Linked DNA regions of Mus musculus: regions 2 and 3 are each linked to region 1. A link is a contact called in public HiChIP or PLAC-seq data. All regions are on one chromosome and are shown on one strand. Each heading gives the region's core, a stretch centred on a gene start, on an enhancer-like site or on the middle of the called end of the contact. The rest is flanking DNA. Distances are from core to core; before and after follow the strand shown. Region 1 overlaps Chmp3 (charged multivesicular body protein 3). Region 2 overlaps Reep1 (receptor accessory protein 1). Region 3 overlaps Reep1 (receptor accessory protein 1).

Region 1 (4,475 bases), core at 482-2,981:
CTGTATTAACTAAAGGCTAAAGTCTTGAATAGTACTTTTCCTTTTTGGTCTCTTTGACTTAGGTCAAATTGCATTAGGCTTAATTGGGGAGGGGGTCTTGTTAATGATGGTTGTTTTGTTTTTGTTTTTTAAGATTTATTTTATATATATGTATGTATGTATATATATATGTGTGTGTGTATATATATGTGTGTATATATATGTATGTGTGTGTATATATGTGTGTGTATATGTGTGTGTATGTATGTGTGTGTGTATGTATGTGTGTGTGTGCGTGTGTATATATATATATATATATATATATATATATATACATATATATATATATATATATATATAAATTACATTATAGCTGTCTTGAGACACACCAGAAGAAGGCATCAAATCCCATTGCAGATGGTTGTGAGTTACCATATGGTTGCTGGGAATTGAACTTTGAAAGAGCAATCAGTGATCTTAACTGCTGAGCCATTTCTCCAGTCCCAATGATGGTTGTTTTTGAGACAGGGTCTTATTGTATACCTTACACTGGCCTGGAACCCATGATTTTCCTGTCTCCTTAACTACCTCTTTTTTTTTCTTTCTTCATTCAGTTCAGTATATTTGCTTCTTGTTTTCAAGTGTATTTTGCCTACTGTACACATAAAGTGTTGTCATCCTAGAATTTCTAATATTTAGGCAGCTAAGAGGCTCTCATATTCAGAAATAGCATATACCTTTTTACTTTGAATTTTGAGTAAGAAAATTAGGAAGCTACATTCTGCATTTAAATCTGCTTTAGGAATCTATATGTTTTTTAAAAAGTAATTTCTTTTTTTTTTTTTTTTTCAGAATTCTTTTTTTTTTTTTAATTTATTTATTTATTATATGTAAGTACATTGTAGCTGTCTTCAGACACTCCAGAAGAGGGGGTCAGATCTCGTTACGGATGGTTGTGAGCCACCATGTGGTTGCTGGGATTTGAACTCTGCACCTTCGGAAGAGCAGTCGGGTGCTCTAACCCACTGAGCCATCTCACCAGCCCCCTAAAAAGTAATTTCTAAATGAACCAAATATTGAAGATAAAAATAAATTCACAAAAGCACTAGAAGAAAATATATTTAACATTTATAAGAAGATGAAATGAAAAAAATGTTTTTAGAGTCAAATATAAAATCTTATAAAAGAAAAGTTATAAATGCAGCACAAAATGTTTAAAGTTTCTGAACAAAATAAAAATTATTGCTACAAAGTCAAAAGAAAAAGTGACTAGCAATTGTAATCCAAAAGCTGATAGTACAATCCAAAAAAAGCCTTTTGAAAACCATCTAAAAATTACACCAAGACAAAGGAGAGGAACTGGATGTGTAAAGAGGTTTTCAGTCCCAATAAGAAGTTCAGGCTGGTGCCGGGTGTGGTGTTGCACTCCTTTAATCCCAGCACTCAGGAGGCAGAGGCAGGCGGATTTCTGAGTTCGAGGCCAGCCTGGTCTACAAAGTGAGCTCCAGGACAGCCAGAGCTATAAAGAGAAACCCTGTCTCGAAAAACCAAAAAAAAAAAAAAAAGAAGTTCAGGCTGTGCTGTTGGTCACAGGAGCTCATGTAGCCCAAGCTGGCCTTGAACTCCTTATGGGGAAGATGACATTTACCTCTGTTCCTCCTGTCTCTGCTTTTCCTTAAGTACTAAGGTCACAAAACATGTGTCTGTGCACCTGGCTTTATGTGAAGCTGGGAGTTGAACAAGGGTTTTCTGCATCCTCAGCAAGTACCACATCAATGGAGCTACATCCCTAGCCCCCGGATATGCTTTGAATGATATAATCACATTTCTGTCCAAGGGCATAGGTTTCTGGGGGCTGGTGAGATGGCTCTCAGCAGATGAAGATGCTTGCTGCCAAGCCTGACAACCCAGATTTGATCCCCAGGACCCACATGGTGGAAGGAAACAGCTGACTCCAAAAAGTTGTCCTCCAGCATCCATCACATACCTATATAGCAGCCTACAGTAGACTCATATGAAACATGACTTTCCAACTCAAGATCAAGAAAGATGACTCGGGGTTTATGCTCACTCATTTAGTGTAATTAATAATTGATTCAAAAATCATGAAAGTAATTTTGGCTATATTAGAATTTAAATATATACCTTCTTTCATATCAAAACATGCTCTCAAACATGAAAGTATTTATAGGAATTGTTAGTTGGACAAGTTGCCACAATGCCTGTAATCTCAGAACTTGGGAGGTAGAGAGAGTCTAGCCATTGAATTCACAGCCAACCCTCTTCTCTTTCCCCCTCCCCCTCCCCATCTCTCCTCTCCCCCTTCTCCCCCTCCCCCTCCTCCTCCTCTCCTTTTCTTTTTCTCTCCTTTTCTTTTTCTCTTCTCTTCTTTTTCCTTCCTATCCTATCCTACCCTATCCTGGAACGACTGTGTAGACCAGACTGACTTTGAACTCACAGAGATTCACCTGCCTCTGCATTCCAGTGCTAGAATCAAAGACATGAACCACCATTCCTAGTAAGGCCAGCCATTTTCATTCTGGCAGATTTTACAGAGGAGTCAAAGAATATATTCTTTTTCTTGTAATTTTTCTTTGAGAATTAAGAACATTTTAAGTCATCTTTCATTATTGTTTATAAACTTGGCATATGTGTCTATGGGTCATGTTAAAATCATTTACTTTCATGAGATTTTAACTTCCTTATTTGCATTTTTGATTTGGTACCAAATTTAGCCATGGCAGTGTAACATGGAGAGAGCCAAGTCCCAACCAGGCATGATGGTGCACACCTTTAGTCTCTGCACTTAGCAGGCAGAGGGAGGTGGATGTCAGTGAGTTGGAGGTGACCTGGTCTACATAGCCAGTTCCAGGACATCTAGGGCTACATAGTAAGATCCTGTTTCAAAACAATAACAATTAAAAAGAAGAAAATGGAGTCAAACCTACTGTGTAAATGGCCATGCCAAGTAATTACCATTGAATGCAAGTAGTCATAATAGAGAAAAAGTGTGGTAAAACATACAAGACCTTAAGTAGACACATGGCTCTCCAGTGTTTACCACAATATCACCCTCACTTAAAGTAATAGTTTAAGTGAAACATCTCATCACATAAAATTTTTGTCATTAATGTTTGACTTTGAACTTTTTGATGTTTCATTTGTTTTGCATTAATTTTGTAATTTGTATATATTTGTAAACATCAGAAAAATTTACCCAGTTAGTAAAATGCAGATACTTAAAGCCAACACTGGGAAGACATTGCTAATAGTGGAACTGATAGCATTTTGCTTTTCTTCAGTGAGGGATTGAATCAATAAATTGTGGCTTATTCGAGCTTGACATGGCACTCTGCTGTGCCTTTTTCATAGGCAAGCAAGGTTATTGGCTGTAAGTATAGCATGTACTCTGAGGGTAAATGGTATGTATTTGTGCAAGTATATAAATAAGTATAAGTGGATCAATATATATTCTTTATTATGGTAAAATGTAAGTCTGCAAAATTAGAGTAAATAGCCAGATAGATTAGTAAGTATCCACCATTAGCTTAAAAATGTGATTCCTATCTGTGCCCTTTGACTTTGTGTCTTCCCCTATTTCCTGTGCTCCCTCTGCCAATCTGAGATACCATTGCATCTATTCTCCTGTGCATTTCTAAGGGGAAGAGTTCTGTAGCTATTCCTGGATAGTTGTTTCCATTTGGGTCTTGCGCGCCCTGACTCACCAGCAAGAACGACGCTGCAACAGGATCCTTCTGCACACATTTATTGGGAGAGCTTGATTGCAGAGGCAAAGAGACCCCAAGCCCAGAACTGGTGCTGCTTATATAGGCCTAGGAGAGGCGTGTCTCACACCCGGATTGGTTATGCATGGGTTATGCTTACCACCTCATTTGTATGTCTCACATCTGATTGGTTAACTTGTCTCTCATCTGATTGGTTAATTCTCAAAACCTCATCTTGGCCAAAAAAAAAAAAAAAAACTTTACTGCCTATGTATGCGTGGTGGCCAGCGGTAGCCAGTGCCACCCTGCAACGGCACATGTGGCTTCCCACATTTGGGAACTTAAACCTATCAGTTCTTTTATATCTGTTTTCTTTTTACTGTCTTTTCTTCTGAAAGCAAGTGATTTTAGTCTTTTGTTGGATTTTTCAGACTAATGTTTTAATTTTCTTTCATATCATTTGTTTTGGGTTTTTTTGGGGAGGGTTGTTTTTGTTTTGTTTGTTTTGTTTTGTTTTAAGACAGGGTTTCTCTGTGTAACAGCCCTTGCCTGTACTGGACCTCATTTTGCCCACCAGGTTGTCCTCAAACTCACAGAGATCTATCTGCCTCTACCTCCTTAAAATTTTGATGCTGGGATTAAAGCCGTGCACTACTACTGTCCAGCTTCTTACATGTTTTTTTATTTTGAAGATAATTATATTCAGACCCATGTGGTGCATAACTTTAATCCCAGCACTCAAGAGGCAGAGGCAGGAAGATCTCTGTGAGT
Region 2 (4,995 bases), core at 2,144-4,643, 190 kb after region 1:
GCACCATGCCCAGCATCAGCACCCATGCCCACTATCACCATCATGCTCAGCATCACCACCATGCCCAGCATCAGCACCGTGTCCAGCAGTACCACCATACCCAGCATTGTCTTCTTAAATTCCTTCACTCCCATTGCCATCCTTACTCTTCCTTCCAGCCCCTTTTCTTTCGTCCCCTTTTCTTGCTTATCTGGATTCTTATGCCTCTCATCTCAGCCAATGGTGACAGGAAATCAGGCTTGGAAGAGGCCAGACTATCTGGATTCAGCCCCTGCTTTACTCCTTCCTTAATGATTATGAGACCTTGGGCAAGCAAGTGGCCAGCCTCTCTGAGCATTGAGGCTCTATGTGCATGAGGGGGGTTCTTTGGCCAGAGAAGTCTAAGATATAAGGTTTGTAAAGTACTTGAAACAGGCATTTGTGTACACACACACACACACACACACACACCTTCCTACTGTGTCAGAACTGACCTGGTTCTGTTATTTTCCATAGACATTGATGTCCCCAGCCACAGTGCTCCTGGTAAAGCTATCCCCTGCTTGGTTAACTGCATCTCTTTTCTATGACTCTAAATGCCTAATAGGTATTAACTTTGGATATTCTCAGCATGGTATCTTTAATAACAAGAATGGATCACCAAGTTCTGTCTGAGGTTGCCAGCTCCTTTAAGATCTGAGACTGTGTAGCTTTTGTACCCAGTCTGTTTGCACTGAGGTGACAATTGCAAGTGGCTTTGTCATTTGAAGTAAAAGTATGAAGCCCTTCTAGGTCTGACACTCTGTTCATTTAAAAATACCTATTAGGCTGTGTGTGGTGGTGCCACCTTGAATTCCAGAACTCAGGAGACATTAGCAGCCAGAACTCTTGAGAGTCTGAGGCCGTCCTGGTCTACATAGGCCAACCAGAGCTACAAAGTGAGACTCTGTTTCAGAAACATAAATATATACTGGGTGGGTAAAATGGCTCAGTGTGTAAAGGTGCTTGCTGCCAAGCCTGATGACCTGAGTTCGATCCCTGGGACTCACATTGTGGAACCAAAAATACTGACTCTCACAAGTTGTCCTCTGACTTCCATGTGTGTGTCATGGTACCCATTTGAATACATACACAAATGAATAAATTTTTAAAACACCTGTTCTCAGGCATAGAGTTGCATGCCTGCAACCCCAGTACTCGGCAGGCTGAGCCAAGGAGGTCTTCAGGTTGAGGTCCGCCTAGAGCAAATAATGAGGACCTGTGCTCAGCCCTCGGTGCATTTATAGTTCACTGGTGAGATGCCTATCAAAGTGCCAAGTGAAAGAACACCATGATGCTATGTACAAGATGCTGAGAAAGTTCATTGGGAAGAGTTGAGCTAGTCTGGGAAGTCAGAGGGGTGTCCAGAGAATCATGTGGGAGTCGGGATCTAATGGATGAGCAGGTATTAATAAAAAAAAAAAAAAAAAAAAAAAAAGACAGGGAAGATTCCAGAAGAAAGCAGCATTGACAAAGGTAAGGTATCAAGAACGGGCAGGTAGAGCTTCCCCTGAAGATGGATCTCAGATGCAGGCCTGAGAGTTAACTACTCACTGACCCTAGTGAGAGAAGTGAAGGCAGAGGAGGTGTGCTGATGGGAGGAGATGTGGACCTGGTTAGATTTGTGAATATGAAAGCTTATGCTGGCTGCAAGATGCTGAGGCCAAATTCAATGATCCTAGGCTTCCAGCATCTGCTGGTGGAGATCAACATCAGGAGAGGAAGCCATCCTTCCACAGAGCCTTAGCTGCTGTCTCCTCCTGTCTTAACCTCCATAATTCTTGGTCGCCCTTCCATATTGCCCAAGCCAAGATAGAAGGAAGTGTGTGGGTGGCTGTCTCAGGAAAAGGTGTTTCTAAGAATTATGTAGCAGTGAACGGGAAACCTTCAGGGGAGTTATTTCCCTGGCTTGAATGGTTCCCTGGATATGATGTTTTATGATTTCCATCAAGCAGGATGGGTGAAAATCATGTCTCTCTTTTTCCTTTGTCTCGTCTCTGCAGGCTTATATTTGGCACCCTTTATCCTGCATATTATTCATACAAGGCTGTGAAGTCCAAGGACATTAAAGAATATGTAAGTGAAGCCGCTCACTGGGGGCGGGTGGCTCAGCGTGAATGGTGGAGGAACTTGTCCCTTAGTCTGGGTCTGTGGCAGAAGGGAACCTATCACCCTTCTCATGTGACTCCTCAGAAGTCCTGTCCCCATCCAAAGCTGTCCCCTGTCCAGACCCTAAGTATCAAAGTGAGGAAAGCAGCGAACTGTAAGGAGAAACTGAATCTGGGACTCGGGGTCAGGTGCCATGGTGACTTCATCTCTCTGGCCAGTTCCCTCACCCGGGGAACTGCAGACCACAGACCACAGACCACCTTCTTCCCCCAGAGACGGCACACAGGTTTGAGAAGCCATGTGACCTGGGTTATTACCTGGCTCGCTGGTTCTGACCCGCTTCCAGTCTGTCCTCCGACACCAGTTTTAGCCTGGTTGACGTGTCAGCTCTTTGAGGGTGGGGGTGTTCCTAATCAGCTCTCTGCAGCACTTGGCAGAGAGCTGAGCCCATGGCAATGGAAAAGCAAAATCTTTTAAAGTATGAATGGATTAATTCAGAGCTAGCTTGAAAGTCATTATTTTCGTGGATTTCCCAAGAAGTCTTTATGATGAACACCTCCAGTTCAGCTGCAACCAAAGCCCAGCCCCCTTGCTCCCTGTTCCCAGAACCACTTACTTCAGCTGCTCCTAACAGGGGACCCAGAGTGGGTGACTTCTGGAGGCCCATCCCTGGTATGTGTGAGGACAGCCCTGTGCCCATGCTATAAATAGCCAAAAAGCTGCAAACACAGAGGCTCCCAGTTCTCAACTGACACAGCCCAGGCTAAAGCAATAGGCAGCTTCTTCTTCCAGTGCTTCCCCCTCCCGAGCCCTCCCCACCTGTGGTACTCAGCAGCTGGGCCTGGGAGGGAGGCCTTACTGAGGTCTCTGTAATTCAAGGCTGATCCGCTCCAGGGCAGGGGCTGAGCACGCTTGCTCGCAGGCAGCTGGGCGAGATCAAACCCTGGTAAATCGTTCTGTGCTGACTCAGCTCACAGGAGCCTGGTGTATGGCCAGAGTGGCAGCTCATTCATTTTGAGTGAGACCTAACTGACAAGTAGAACAGCTGTCTGTTGGCTGGGGTGTGCACACTTCCCCATGGGGGAGCTTGGCAGTTAAGGTTAGAAGGTTTCTGGGTAAAACTGGCTTTGGGAGATGGGAGCTGAGGAGAATCAGGGGAGACTTGCCTCCTCCTGCTGCCCCTCACACACGCACACTGTCACATATGTTCAGTGCGTACTCTCAAAGCCCCCACTCTAGCATGCTCAGTGCCATATCACATGTGCACTCACACGGTTCATGTTTCCTTCTTGTGGTCTGTTTGATTTTATTTCTGTTGCTGTGATGAAATGCTCGGACTAGGGGCTGGAGAGATGGTTCAGTGGTAAGAGCACTTGCTGTTTTTCCAGAGGACCTGAATTAAGTGGCTCTCAACACCTGTTACTCCAATTCTAGGGCATCTGATGCCCTTTTCTGCTCTCTGAAAGCACCTAAACACACATTACTACACACTCACGCACACACACACACACACACACACACTCACACGCAGAGAGAGAGAGCAAGGCACAGAGACACAGACAGACAGACAGGAATTAAAAAAATAAAAAGAAATCTTAAAACTTTAAATAAGGAAACACTTTGACCAAAAGCAACTTTGGGGAAGAAAAGAAGTTGGCTTAAACGTCTAGATGACTCCATCACTGATGATCTCCATCACTGAGAGAAGCAAGGGCAAGAACTCAAGCAGGATCTTAAAGGCAGGCTGCTTGCTAGTCATGCAGGAGTGCCTCTAACATAGAAATTCACTCACAGCCAAGGAAGTCTAGCAGAACCATGGCAAATGCTGTTTTGATGGCTCACTTGGGCTCATGGTCAGCTAACTTCCTTATACCACCTAGTACCACCTGCCCAGGGATTGGCGCTGCCCACAGTGGGCAGATCCCTCCCATATCAATTAACAATCAAGACAGTCTCTCATAGGCATGGCCACAGGTCAATTTGATCTAGGGAATTATTTTTCTTTTTTTCTTTCTTTTTTATTCTTCTCTCATATATTACACCCTGCCTGCAGTTTCTCTCCCCCCCCCCCCACCCACCTTCCCCTTTCTCCATGATCAACCCCCTTCCACCTCCCCTCAGAAAAGACCAGGCAGGCCTCCCAGGGACATCAACCAAACACTGGATAACAAGCTACAGTAAGACCCAGCAACAGTGAGGCCCGGCATGTACCATCATCAAGGCTGGACAAGGCAACCCAGCAGGAGGAAAGGAGTTGACAAAAGAGTCAGGAACAGCCCCTGCTCCCAATGTTAAGATTCCCACAAAAAAACACATCCGTAGCACATAAGTAGAGGACCTAGGTCAGACCCATACAGGTTCCCTGCTCTCTTAAGTTCCCATGAGTCCCAGTCAGTTGATTCTGTGGGCTGTGTGTCCCTGACCCGTCTGGCTCCTCTGATCCTTCCTCCTGCTCCTCTGCAGGGCTCCCTGGGCTGCCCAATGGTTGGCTGTAGGACTCTGCACCTGTCCCCATCAGTTGCTGGATGAACTCTCTCCGGACTCTTTGATGTTTGTTTTGTTAGGCTCTGGTCCCAGAACACGCTGCAGGCAGGACAAGCTATAGGTTGAAGGTCTTGTGGCTGGGTTGGTGTCCCAATCCCTCCACTTGAGGCCTTGCCTGGTTACAGAAGATGGCTGGTTCAGGCCCCCTGTCCTTCATTACTAGGAGTCTTTGCAAGGATTATTCTCGGAGAGCCCACGGGGTTTCCATTGCACTGGGTTTCCACCTTGCCATTGAAATGCCCCCCAATTCCAGTCATTTCTCTAAATATTTTCTGCCCCCCAACACCCTGTTCCCAACCCCACCCACCCTCAGTGCAGCCCTGA
Region 3 (4,325 bases), core at 1,007-3,506, 210 kb after region 1:
GGACAGCCAGGGCTATACAGAGAAACCCTGTCTTGAAAAACCAAAAAAATTAAAATTAAAATTAATTAATTAATTAACTATCAAAACAATCTTTTTTTTTAAAAAATCACATTTAGCCCCAGTCATTCTGCAGATAATAAGATCTCTACATGTACTGTTAACCACTTTATATAGACTCTTTTTTCAATAGTTGTCAAATTTAGCCTGAGAACAGTGGTACACAGGCATGCAGTCCCAGACCTTGGTAAGAACAAGAGAGGGAAATTTACAGAGCTAAGGACTTCCAGAGCAGTGCAGCTAGCATAAGACGAGTTGGTCTTGTGCTGAAGAGATGGCTCAGTGCTTGAGAGCATTGGCTGCCCTTCCAAAGGTCCTGAGTTCAATTCCCAGCAACCACATTGTGGCTAACAGCCATCTGTAACAGAATCTGATTTCTTCTTCTGGTGTGCATGAAGACAGAACACTCAGATATATAATATAAATAAAAGAAGAGCCCATCTCAGAGAAACAGAGAAACAAAAACTCAGCATAGAGGACTGGGAAGGTAGCTCGGCTAGTGGAATGCTTGCTTAGCATCACAGAGCCAGGGGTTTAACATCCAGTACTGTCTAGAACCAGGCACGGTGGCACACACCTGCAATCCCAGCACTTAGAAGGTGGAGGCAAAAGTTCAAAGGACATCCTAAGTTGTCTTCCAGGCCAGCCTGAGTTACTTGAAATCCTATCTCTAGGTAAATAAATACATTCTTAATATAAATAAAATAGTTGCATTCAAGAAGATGGCTCAGTGTTGTGCAAGCATGAGGAGCTGTGTTTATAAGCCCAGCAGCATGTAGACAGGCAGGGTGGGAAGTGGGGAGGGGTGGTAGACACAAACAGATGCCAGGGGCTCAGTGTCGGCTGGGCTAGCCAACATGGTGAGCTCCAGGTTCAATGAGAGACCTTGCCTCAAAAGCTAAGGTAGAAGGCCAGCTAAATGGTGCACAGGATACATATGCTCGCCACCAAACCTGAAAACCTGAGTTTGAGCCCCAGAACCCAGATGGGAGAGAAAGAGAACTGACTCTTGCAGGTAATATTCATGCACCAAGGCTGTATACACACACCTAAATAACTGTACATTTAAAATATTTATTTTAGTAGAGAGCAGTAGAGGAGACACGCAATGTGCACACATGAGTGCATACACACCCCACAGACACGAGCATACAGCACACGTACCACATAAACGAATAGGAATGAGTCATGGCCTAGTGACTCAGAGCAACAGAACTGTTTTCTTCTACTAAATACTGAGATTGTTCCAATGTTCTTGTTACAGGCAACTCTGCCCTGAGCACTACCACTCATTCAGATCCTTCTTTTGTCTTAATGAATTCCCAAGAGTGGGATTACCGGGCTAAATGATCCTAGCAGTATATACTTCATTAATTGCATTATTTTTCTAACCTAATTGTGTAGTAGAATTCTTTAAAATAAAATAGGTACCTGTTACGTTTTGAATAGGAACTTCTCTGCCTCCAGTCTCTTGGGTTTGAAGAGTTTGTAGTGCTGTGTTGGGAGGCTGTGAAATCTTTTAAACATGGGGCCTAAGGGGCAAATGTGGGTTGTGGGGCAGGAATTCAAGTTTATATTTGCCTCTGGTCCTCATATACTGAGACCTCTATTTCCTGGTTGTGCCATATAAGAAATAGTGGCCACATGTTCCTACCACTATGACTTTGAGCAGCTCCCACCAACGTGTCTTGCCCAACATGGTGGACTACACCATCTCAAACCACCAAGGAGGAAAAACACTCTTTCCTGAGTTTGTCAGGAATCTCTCACAACACCAAGAAATGAACAAACACAGAGTTAGCTCCTGCTGGTTCACTAGTGTCTGTACTTTCTGAAGTTCAATGCTTTGGACTTCTGGCCAGCCCTCAACAGCACCTTTGGAACCAAGCCCACAGCTGCCCCCCCTCCACCTCAGAAAGGTGGGGGTTAGAGATCTAGATACCTCTTCACTTGCTCATCTCCTTCTCCCCAAATGTTGTCTTCTTTGAAGCTGTATCCTGTCCACTGGAGGGAAAGTGGTGTCTTAAGAGCTGCCAAGAATCACTCCTTAGTCTGCTGGATCACAGAGCCTGGGCCCTCCTGGGGAGGCTGTGAAGAGGGATAGCAGCTGGGGCTGCCTGAGCCCCCCAACCCCAACCCCCCGCCCCAACCCCAGACCTCAAAGCAAAGGAAACTCACTATGGGAGCAGAGCTTCAAACAAGACTGAGGCCACAAGTCTTACTGAACTGTTAAACGAACCACTGTGACTACCATACACCCACCTTCTCAGGACAACGAAAGGTGTAAAACAAAGAAGTAAACAGTAGAGTTGATCCAGACCCAAGCTGAATTTGCAGTATTGCACCTCGCTTTGGTCAGGAGACCTCCGTGCTGTTTCCCATCTTGCTACACTGGAAGACTTTAATTTCCTTTATTTCAGCATCTGTTAAACTTATGTCCCTTCTCCACCAAAATAATGCCTGTTTCTTTCTTTACCCAATTCCTCCTATCATTGCTCACATGGGGCAGTATCTCAGAATACCAGAATGAGAAAATTGCAAGGTTTCCATCATCTGTCTTGAAGATGAAGATGATGGAGACTGTCATGTGTGGTAGCCAAGGTGCTCACCTTGTTAACCCTCGCCATGCACCGCAAGTGAAGTGCCATCATTACTGTCTGTTTCTAGAAGAGAAAACTGTTAAGAGGGTCTGGAGAGATGTATTGCTGGAATTTCCAACCCCAATAAGCCCATATAAAAAACATGCAATCCAGTTATTATAATTATAAGTCATAAACCTAGATTGGGCAGATATAACATACTAACTTATTCCCCAGCTATAAGACCCCTTGCCACTTGTGGTTTCTCCTGGCCACCTGGTTCTGCTCTATCATGGCTTCCTCCTCCTCTCTCCTCCTCCTTCCCTTCTCGTCCTCTTTCCTTCTCCCTCTGCCCCCACTCTCACACTTCCACCTTTCCCCTCCACTGCCCAATCACAGGCTCTAGCCTTTATTAACCACATAAAATGGGGACAATGAGATCACCTGCAGAATTAACATCAGAATACGAACAGCATCAGGACAACTCACAGCAAGATGGCTCAGCAGTTAAGATCACTGGCTGCTCTTCCAGAGGACCTGGGTTCTGTTTCTAGCACTCATAACCAACTGTAACTATAGTTCCAGGGAATCAGACTCCCTCTTTGCTATCCACAGGCACTGCATGCACACGGTGCACCTACATACATGCAGACAAAACACTGTTAAACATAATATAAATCTTAAAAATAGAACAAACCCAAACAAAATAAACCCCCAAGTTTTGCCACCGATTAGCTGAGGTCAGAGCTTGAAGCTTTGTTCTCGGTATCCCAGCATGCTGGATGCTGTCTGTCTTGTGGAGCAGCTTCTCGGGGAAAAGCAGGATTGTCTGCATCCCTAGGACTGAGAGGACCTTTAGAGATAACCCAGGACTTAGGTCAGTGAGTTATTATTGGATGCTTACTTATTCAGAATTCCCCTTCGCACTTGGCAATAGCTAACCCATCTTCCTCCACCCTCCTATCTATGAACATATATTCAAAATGTCTATGGTGTTTCAGGCCAGTGAGAGTCACCCACCAGGCAAGCTGCCAAGCCCAGTGCTTGGGAAGAGAGGAGGAGAAGAGAAGTATTTGAACTTGCCAACTCAGTGCGCCTCTGCTTCTTCTCCGACAGGAAATCGATGACTGCCTGGTCCAAGCAAAAGATCGAAGCTATGACGCCCTTGTGCACTTTGGGAAGCGGGGCTTGAATGTGGCAGCCACTGCAGCTGTGATGGCTGCCTCCAAGGTATAGTACCACAGGGTCCTGGCTCCCGTGGCTGGTGAACATCTCAGTCCCCCAGTTGCCTCTGGCTGTCACTTATGTAGATTGCACAGGAGAGGATAAAGGCCAACTGGCAACTCTTAATATTTATCTTTTTAAGTCCCTTTAAAGGTATGAGGGAGGACGATGGTGACTTTTTCCTTCAGGGCATTCTCCTTTATATATATGCAAGTGTATATACACTCATACATGTGTGATAGCAGAACTTTCCCAGAGCCCTTGAAACTCCTTGTGGATCACAGGTAGGCTGGAGAGATGGTTCAGCAGTTAGGAGCGCATGCTGCTCTTGCAGAAGACTCATTTGGTCCCCACCACAGTCAGGTAGCTCACAACTGCCTGTATCTCCAGCTCCAAGAGGGGGTACCCGCACTCATGTGCACAGATCCTCACACAGACATGCACATAATTAAAAATAAAATAATC

The links. HiChIP or PLAC-seq counts read pairs in DNA pulled down with a chosen protein or histone mark.
Region 2: an H3K27ac HiChIP or PLAC-seq map of T-cell acute lymphoblastic leukemia shows a contact between it and region 1, with 3 times the contacts expected there. The contact joins two enhancer-like sites. A contact is called at or near these places in 2 of 115 datasets of contacts at active chromatin or transcription factors (T-cell acute lymphoblastic leukemia and embryonic stem cells) and 1 of 9 other capture datasets (embryonic stem cells).
Region 3: a contact with region 1 is called in an H3K27ac HiChIP or PLAC-seq map of T-cell acute lymphoblastic leukemia, with 2.1 times the contacts expected there. The contact joins two enhancer-like sites. A contact is called at or near these places in 1 of 484 Hi-C or Micro-C datasets (nephron progenitors), 3 of 115 datasets of contacts at active chromatin or transcription factors (T-cell acute lymphoblastic leukemia and embryonic stem cells) and 2 of 9 other capture datasets (adipose tissue and embryonic stem cells).

What each region holds. Positions count from the first base shown.
Region 1 is chr6:71,563,095-71,567,569 of GRCm38.p6, forward strand. All of the region lies in intron 3 of Chmp3 (charged multivesicular body protein 3), which reads left to right. Among named protein-coding and RNA genes, the nearest start is that of Chmp3, 21 kb to the left of the region's middle. Within about 2 kb of position 1,732, at least 7 of the 459 cell types and tissues checked have an H3K27ac peak or open chromatin away from gene starts, as enhancers often do. A contact at or near this core is called in T-cell acute lymphoblastic leukemia, where this site is marked.
Region 2 is chr6:71,754,343-71,759,337 of GRCm38.p6, forward strand. Reep1 (receptor accessory protein 1) reads left to right here. Exons shown (of 7, transcript NM_178608.4): 2 at 2,022-2,094. Among named protein-coding and RNA genes, the nearest start is that of Reep1, 49 kb to the left of the region's middle. Within about 2 kb of position 3,394, at least 136 of the 459 cell types and tissues checked have an H3K27ac peak or open chromatin away from gene starts, as enhancers often do. A contact at or near this core is called in T-cell acute lymphoblastic leukemia, where this site is marked.
Region 3 is chr6:71,776,970-71,781,294 of GRCm38.p6, forward strand. It overlaps Reep1 (receptor accessory protein 1), which reads left to right. Exons shown (of 7, transcript NM_178608.4): 5 at 3,753-3,866. Among named protein-coding and RNA genes, the nearest start is that of Mrpl35, 45 kb to the right of the region's middle. Within about 2 kb of position 2,257, at least 15 of the 459 cell types and tissues checked have an H3K27ac peak or open chromatin away from gene starts, as enhancers often do. A contact at or near this core is called in T-cell acute lymphoblastic leukemia, where this site is marked.